Regions from separate parts of the Mus musculus genome. Here region 2 is linked to region 1. A link is a contact called in public promoter capture Hi-C data. All regions are on one chromosome and are shown on one strand. Each heading gives the region's core, a stretch centred on a gene start, on an enhancer-like site or on the middle of the called end of the contact. The rest is flanking DNA. Distances are from core to core; before and after follow the strand shown. Region 1 holds the start of Megf9 (multiple EGF-like-domains 9). Region 2 has its middle 91 kb from the start of Gm42298.

Evidence for each region. Promoter capture Hi-C pulls out the DNA fragments that hold promoters and counts their contacts.
Region 2: a promoter capture Hi-C map of pre-B cells shows a contact between it and region 1, with 3 times the contacts expected there. The contact joins the enhancer-like site here to the promoter of Megf9 in region 1. A contact is called at or near these places in 2 of 39 promoter capture datasets (the C10 cell line and pre-B cells), 3 of 484 Hi-C or Micro-C datasets (CD8 T cells, pre-B cells and regulatory T cells) and 1 of 115 datasets of contacts at active chromatin or transcription factors (bone marrow-derived macrophages).

Annotation. Positions count from the first base shown.
Region 1 is chr4:70,532,901-70,536,643 of GRCm38.p6, forward strand. It overlaps Megf9 (multiple EGF-like-domains 9), which reads right to left and starts at 2,028. Exons shown (of 6, transcript NM_172694.2): 1 at 1,328-2,028. The coding sequence starts at 1,922.
Region 2 is chr4:71,289,402-71,293,144 of GRCm38.p6, forward strand. No RefSeq gene overlaps it. Among named protein-coding and RNA genes, the nearest start is that of Gm42298, 91 kb to the right of the region's middle. Within about 2 kb of position 1,905, at least 128 of the 459 cell types and tissues checked have an H3K27ac peak or open chromatin away from gene starts, as enhancers often do. A contact at or near this core is called in CD8 T cells, bone marrow-derived macrophages, pre-B cells and 1 more, where this site is marked.

The sequences.
Region 1 (3,743 bases), core at 778-3,277:
ACTCAGTCCATTCTACATAATTTGCACAGCAAACCTATAAGGACTATGATAACCTGCATCTGAAGGTTGAAGAAAGTAAGATCACAAGAACCTGTCCATACTTATGTTGACAAAGGGGGGCAATAAGATGGAATTCAAACCTAAAAATGGACTCGAGAGTCTAGACTTAGGTACTAGTCTAACTTTTAGTAATATGTCAATCTCTCTTTATAAAAAGCTAAAAAGCATGAAAGGTTTAAAAACTAGCTAGTTAGTACATTCCTTGAAGCTAAAAGAGATCCAAATGTGGCTTTTGGGGGTGAATAATCTGCATTCCTACTTGTGCCTTTGCCAAGCTCCAACATACGATTCAAGGCTTAACCATCTGGGAAAATCTTCTACCAACTCAATTATAGTCCAAACTTCATACCTGACTCCACAGTAAACCACTGAGCCTAAGAATTAGGTCAACAATCAGATCAAGCTAGACAAGTAAGTGCTCTGGGCAAATCTCCACCCCAATGCAAAGCAAAAGATCTCAGAAAACTTGCTGAATTTCTTAAAGACGTAGGCCTTATTGGTTGAGTTCCTGGCCTATTTAAGATGCAAAAGGGTGAAAGAACAGCAGTTGTATCTTAACTTTGCTTGAACACTTTCACCAGCAGAAGAGCTGCATTTCCTATTGTGAGTTCAAACAGAAATTGGCATGTCAGCATCAGCAGTAATGAACATCCTACTTTAAAAAGGGGCAAAGATGGGCATCCCTGCTCAAATGGCATTTGCTCAATTACTGACCTTGGAACTGAGACAGAATGAAGTGGTGCAAGGAAGGGATTTAACCTAATTTATAAACTTGCTCAACCTAGATACACACCTGTCCCAAATGACCTATAAAATCTACTTATTTGCAGAGAAAACACGGACTACAATGCCGTTTCTGTTTGTAAGCAAACTACATTGTTCATCTGGGGGAATCCCGTAAAGGTTTTTACCTGCGCATTGATAAAGCACCATCCTAGCTTTCAAACTTTCCCCCAAATATCCCAGGTAGGGTGGCCTTCTGGGCGGATCCAATACAAAAGTTTGTGTCCATTCTGGGACTCTGACAAAGGCCAGAAAACCCTGTTTTAGGAAGAGACCCTAAGCCTTCCATATAGCAGCAGCTCCCTCTGGATGGAGCATGGCACCAGGTTGGGGGACAAAAGACTTTCTAGATTTGGAGGGATTGGGGGTTTACTTTAACTGGAGCTCGGATCTTCCCTTGGGAAGCTCTTGGGCAAGAAGCGGCCAGGGTGACGAGGCCGGTGTGTAAATAGGCAGTGCCTGGGGGAAGGTCCAGAGGACTCACCTGGGGGAGGAGAAGTAGGGGCTTCGGTGACAGGTGCGGTGGGCGGGACTCCGCTACTGTTGCTGCTTCTGTCCGGGGACTCGGCAGTTGGGGTCCCTGGAGTGCTGGAAGCCTGAGCGGTGGTGACTACAGAGGTGGTCGGCGGCTGGCCAACTGTGCTCGCAAGGGTGGTGGGCGCGGGTCTGGAGGGTGGTGATTCCGTGGTGGGAGTGTGTCCGTCCTCCGAAGGGGTGGCGGGCGAGAGGTCCAGAGCCGGGAAGGGGGTGGCAGCGGGTTGTGCGCTGGTGCGAAGAGGAGGAATGATCTCCGGGGAGCCGGCTGACGGGGTTGTAGCCCCGGTTTTGCGGACTGTGGTGCGCGGGGGACCGGTCCGCGGGGCCTGCGCGGTGGGAGCCGCGGTCTTAGGGAAGGGGCTGCTGGCTTGGTCCCGAAGCCCCGGGCTGGGCGACGGGACCACCTGCCCCTCGGCCCCGCCGCCACCGGTGACATTCCCTGCCGAGGCTGTGGAAGCGGCTGCGGCGGCCGCGCAGCACAACAGGGCGAGGCCGCCCAGGCTCGGCAGGCTCCTCATGGCGCGCTCGGCTCCGCCATTCATTCATTCATCCAGTCGATCGGTCAGTCATCTTCTCCTCCCTGCCGTCCGACCAAGGAAAGCGTTGCCGCCGCTGCCGCCACCAAGAGCACCATCGCCACCTCCCTCTGACAGGCGGCCGGCCCCGCGGGCGGGCCTCAACGCGGAGGGAGCGACTGGGCGGAGCGCGCACTGCCCGCCCTCCTCGATAGGCAGCGAAGCCTGGCCAATCGGAAGCCGCGTTGGCCCACGTGATCCGCCCGCTCCCCGGCCTCTTTGTAACGGCGCAGACCAATCAGAGGACTCCAAGGGAAGAGGGCGGGACGTCGGGAGGCGCGAGAGGTGTTGGAGCCGGCTGGGTTCGCTGCGGCTCCGGCTTTGTCTACCCACAGAGCGGGGCGCGGGCCTTGGGCATCCAACGCCGCCGAGCAGACAAAGGACGCGGCCCGCGCGGCAGATTCCAGGCCAAATCATCTGTTCCACTGGGCTGCGAGCTGGACCCGGGGCGGGGAGTCCCCTGTGGACAGCGTCTCCACCCTTCTGAACAATGGGGGCGCCGGAACCGCACCCGGACTCGGGCGGGGGCTGGGTTACATCCCCGCGACGGGCGAGGGTGGTGGCAGCTAATATATTAGATGGAGCTCGGCTCTCACTCTGTTGCTCAAGACAGCCGGCCTTGGCCCTGCGGTATCAACACTGTCAACCCCATTTCAGAGATGGGGAAATTAAAGCTCTTGCTGATGGCTTCAGCAAGCCAACTTCTGTGCCCCCACTAAGCACCTGCTGATGGCATGGGCCTGCACTAAGCCAGATGGGACGGCCTGGAGCCCCATCCTGAGCACAAGAGGGTGTGGAGGAGACAAACTGGCATGCACAGTTTATGCTCAGAACCTCGGAAAGAATAGAATATGACCAGGTTGAATTTCAGCTCCTTGTCTCTCTTGCTGAGTGGTTTTGTGGCTCAAGCAGTTTTCTTAACCACGTAAATGGTGAGATGAGAGGGCACACCCCATCCCCCTCACAGAGTTGTGAAAATGAAATCATGTACTTGAAGGGTTTAACCCAATGCTTGGCCCACGGTTGTAAACCGTCATTAATGCTAACCACTTGGGGTTGCACTATGTCAGGACAAGCCTAAGGTTGGAAAGCAGCCCGCATTGCCTCTGAGTCCCCAGAGATTCCTGCCTGTTGCCTGCATTGGGGTTGGGCTGATAACAGAGCTTGACCCTGGATGACATTAAACTCTGGAGGAAGTTGGAAATCAGGCAGGCAAACTTGCACCATCACCCAGGATCCAGCGCTGCGGGACATGGTAGCCTCAGCTGAGCAACTTTTAGGTGCAATCTGGCAGGACAAGTTTGTCATCTGATGGCTTAATTCCATCCCAACAGCCTCACTGTAAACCCAGTCGTGGCCTCTCCTAGGATGCTTGCCTTTGTGCATGATTTCCCATTAGTCATTCTCCTCTAACCAGACAGGCAGGATGAGATTTGTGTGTGAACTCCTGTGTGTTAACAAAAGCATGCATTTATTTGCCTGAGTGAGTAGTGGGTGGGGAGAGGATATGTTGGAGCTTGTGTATGAAAGCATAAACACATTTGTAAGTCTCTCTGTGAAGATTGTATGTGTGAGTCTGCAAATATAAGAACTTGTATTTTCATGTGATATGTTTAAGATATTAATGCATGCACACTGGTGTGTGTTTTGTGTGAATTTTCTGTTTTTCAATGTGAGGTTGTTTCTGGGTGTGTCTTTAGAGGCCTACCTATGTAAGAAATAAGGGACTAAATGAGAGGGCCATGTAACTGTTCTAAAGACAAATATTTAGCAAGAATTGACCATAGT
Region 2 (3,743 bases), core at 655-3,154, 760 kb after region 1:
CTTCACAGGAACCTGTCATCCTGCTACTGTTCAGTTTATGCTGTTTTCACACTGCACAAGGCAGTCCTTAACCAGAACTCTCTGAACTAGAACAGAGTATGACTGACTCCTAGACCACTATCCACATCTCAATAATTCTTTCATTTTATTAACAGATTGGAGTGCAATGGAAGATATCTCCATTAATCAATCAATCTCTCTCTCTCTCTCTCTCTCTCTCTCTCTCTCTCTCTCTCTTTCTTCTTCTTCTTCTTCTTCTTCTTCTTCTTCTTCTTCTTCTTCTTCTTCTTCTTCTTCTTCTTCTTCTGAAATAAGTATTTAAAATGCACATTTTTCATAGAAACAATCATATTATATATTTTTTCTATATTAAATGTTCACAGTGACCAGTGTTTTGGCTCATCTGGGGAATGGCACTTGCTCTGCAAGCCTAATAAACTGAGTTTGAGCCTAGGACCTTGTGAAGGTAGAAGCACAGAGCAGACTGTACAAAGCTATTATTGACCGTCAACACATACACTGTGGCACATGTGTGCACACATAACACACACACACATACACACACACACATACACACTAAATAGAATTAAACTCTTCTAAGAATAGTAGCTTTCTAAAATTGAAACACTTGTTTTATCTAATGAAACAAAGAATGATGTCTACCTCCTGAGGCTTCTGAAGCAATAATGGTATAACAACTGCCCATTAAAGCAACATAAGTAATATATATGGTTTAGGGCTTATCACTCACCAGACAAACAGCATGGTCAGACTCTTTGCAATTTGGTTTCTTTATCACTTAAAGAAAGTAGTCCATGCTCAAGGACCACACTCATCTCTGTATCATTCTACTTTTAGTATATGGCGGCCAAAAGGAGACCTGGTATGGGGAAATTCCCAAAGCCTACAGGGGCAGCCATAGCTGAGACTCCTAGCAGCTGAGATATGAAGACTGCAGTGGCCAACTTTTGTAGCCAAGTAGTATGCCAGTAGAGGGAGGAAGACATCAACCCAACCACAAAACATTCGACCTAAAATTTGTCCTGCCTAGAAAATATGTATGTATAAAAATGGAGTACAGAGATTCAGGGACTATGTAACCAATGCTTGACTCAAATTGAGATACATGCCTTAACCTCTGACACTATTAATGATACTTTGCTTGGCTTGCAGACAGAAGCCTAGCATAGTGGTTTTATGAGACGCTTCATCTAGCAATGGAAACAGATGGGGAGTCTTGTGGAAAAGTTGGAGATAGGATTGTGTGAGCCATAGAGATCAAGAATATCATAAGAAGACTTATGGAATCAACTAACCTAGGCCCATGGGGACTCACAGAAACTGAACCACCAACCAAACAGTATGCAGGGGCTAGAATATTCCATCTACATATTTCTAGCAAATATAGCTAGCTTGATTTTCATGTGGGTCCCATAACATTTGGAGCAAGGGATGTATCTGACTCTGTTACTTGCCACTGGATAATGCTTACCCTAGCTGGACTGCTTGGTGGGAACTCAGAGGGAAAGGATACACTTAGTCCTGCTGTTACTTGATGTCCCTGGGTGGGGTGGTACCTAGGGTGGTTTTCACCTTCTCTGGAAAATGGGGAAGTAATTTGTGATGGGGATCCTGGGAAGAGATGTCTGGGAAGATGCAATCTGCATGGAAAGTAAATTAATTAATTAATGAGTGTAGCCATTCTGACTGTTGTGAGGTGGAATCTCAGAGTTGTTTTGATTTGCATTTCCCTGATAACTAAGGATGTTGAATTTCCCTGATGACTAAGTATGTTGAACACTTCTTTAGGTGCTTGTGAGGAGACGCCCTTGCAATCGCCATTACAAGATGGCGCTGACACCCGGTGTTCTAACTGGTAAACAAGTAGTCTGCGCATGTGCTAGAGTATTTTTCCATTCCTTGTGCCCTGCTTGTCCCGTGGCGTCTTCTGGGCTGATGGTGAGCAACCAGTCAGGGTGAAAAACATCTCCAACTGCTCTAGTGGTCTATTTAAGGACCGAGTTTCCTGTGTTCTGGGTCTCCTCCCCAGAAGCTGATCATCTTTCTCTCGAGATGCATTAAAGCTTTGCTATAGAAGGATCCGAGTGTGTCCTGTGTGTGTGTCCTCGCTGGCGAGACTCCTTATCACACGGGGACATATGGTGCTGAAATCCCGCGAATTCTACAACATCGCAGGCACTGAGGAGACTCCCCCCCCACCCCCCGGAAACGGGGCGGATCCAGAACTGCAGTGGAAGGTAAGTTCGGAGAGGCATGTCTGACCATGAGCCTGTTGTTCCCTTTGACTTTGGTCTCAATCTAGAATCACCGTGGGACGGGTCAGTAGAAGCTTTGGTTTTTGTAACCCTGGCGTTTGTTTTCTTTCTCCCGATGTCTTATTGTGTTTATTGACGTGTGGTCAGTCCTACATAAATAAGCAGCAGCACTGTCAAGCTCAGTCAGTCTCTCATAGATAAGAGAGCAGAGCGTGACACTTTACTTTCACTTCTGCTCGGGGAGCAAACTTCTGCTTTGAGAGCAGACTTCTGCTTCAGGGACGAACTTCTGCTTTTGAAGCGGAGCATGGCATTTTACTTTCACTTTCTGCTTCAGTGTGCCTTAAGTCGGATGTAGATAAACCGCAGGCACAATGGGGTCATCACAGTCAATTGTGGACGCATTGCAAATTGTCCTTAAGCAGAAAGACCTCAAGATTGCCACATGCACTCTACAAAATTTTGTCAAAGAGATTGACCGTGTTGCCCCACGGTATGCTTGTTCAGGTTCGCTGATCACAGCCTCGTGGAATAAACTAGGAAGAGACCTAGATAGAAAACTTTTAGGAAGGAGACTTACACCTAGGCACTAAGGCAATTTGGAAATTAATAAAGAACTGCTTAGAAGATGAGACCTGCCAACCTGCAGTGGTTGAGGGACAAGAAACGTTAGAGGTGGTTCAGGACAGCATGTCAGAAACCGAACAGAGCGAGAGATTAGGAGCTCATAAAAAGAAAAAAGACATGTCTAAGGAAAAAGGACCTCCCTGGAAGTTAGAAAAGGGGGGAGTGAAAAAAGGGGAAGGTGAAAACGCGCCCCCTACAGGTAAACTTAGTAATATTTATCTTACCCGAGAGCTAGAAGCCCTAGAACTTGATAGCTCAGATTCTGATGATTTAGACCCTAGTGAAGAGGCAGAATTAGAAGAGGAAGAAGCAAGATATGAAGAGGAAAGGTATGGCCCTGATCAAAGAGTACAACAAAGAGTTAATAAAAGGGGGGGCATACAGCCGACACCCAAGCCCTCAGCGCCTCCACCATATGAATCAAGATATGGTGCTAGTTCCTTTCTGCCTCAGGAGGAATTAAAAAAGATTCAGATGGCTTTTCCAGTTTTCAATGCTGGAGATGGTGCAAGACGCATACATGCTCCTGCAGAATATCAACAGATTAAAGAGCTTGCCGAGTCGGTCCATAACTATGGAGTCCGTGCTAATTTCACTGTGGCACAGGTCGAAAGGCTTGCGGCCTTGGCAATGACTCCCGGACACTGGACAACGGTGATAAAAGCTAATGCTCCAAATATGGGAATGTATCTTGAATGGAAAGCATTGTGGCAAGATTTCTGCCAGACGCAAGCAAGGGCGAATGCTACCATGGAAGGGAACCAAATAACATGGACTTTTGAATTACTCACAGGTCAGGGACAACACGCTGCTAACCAAACAAATTATCATTGGGGAGCA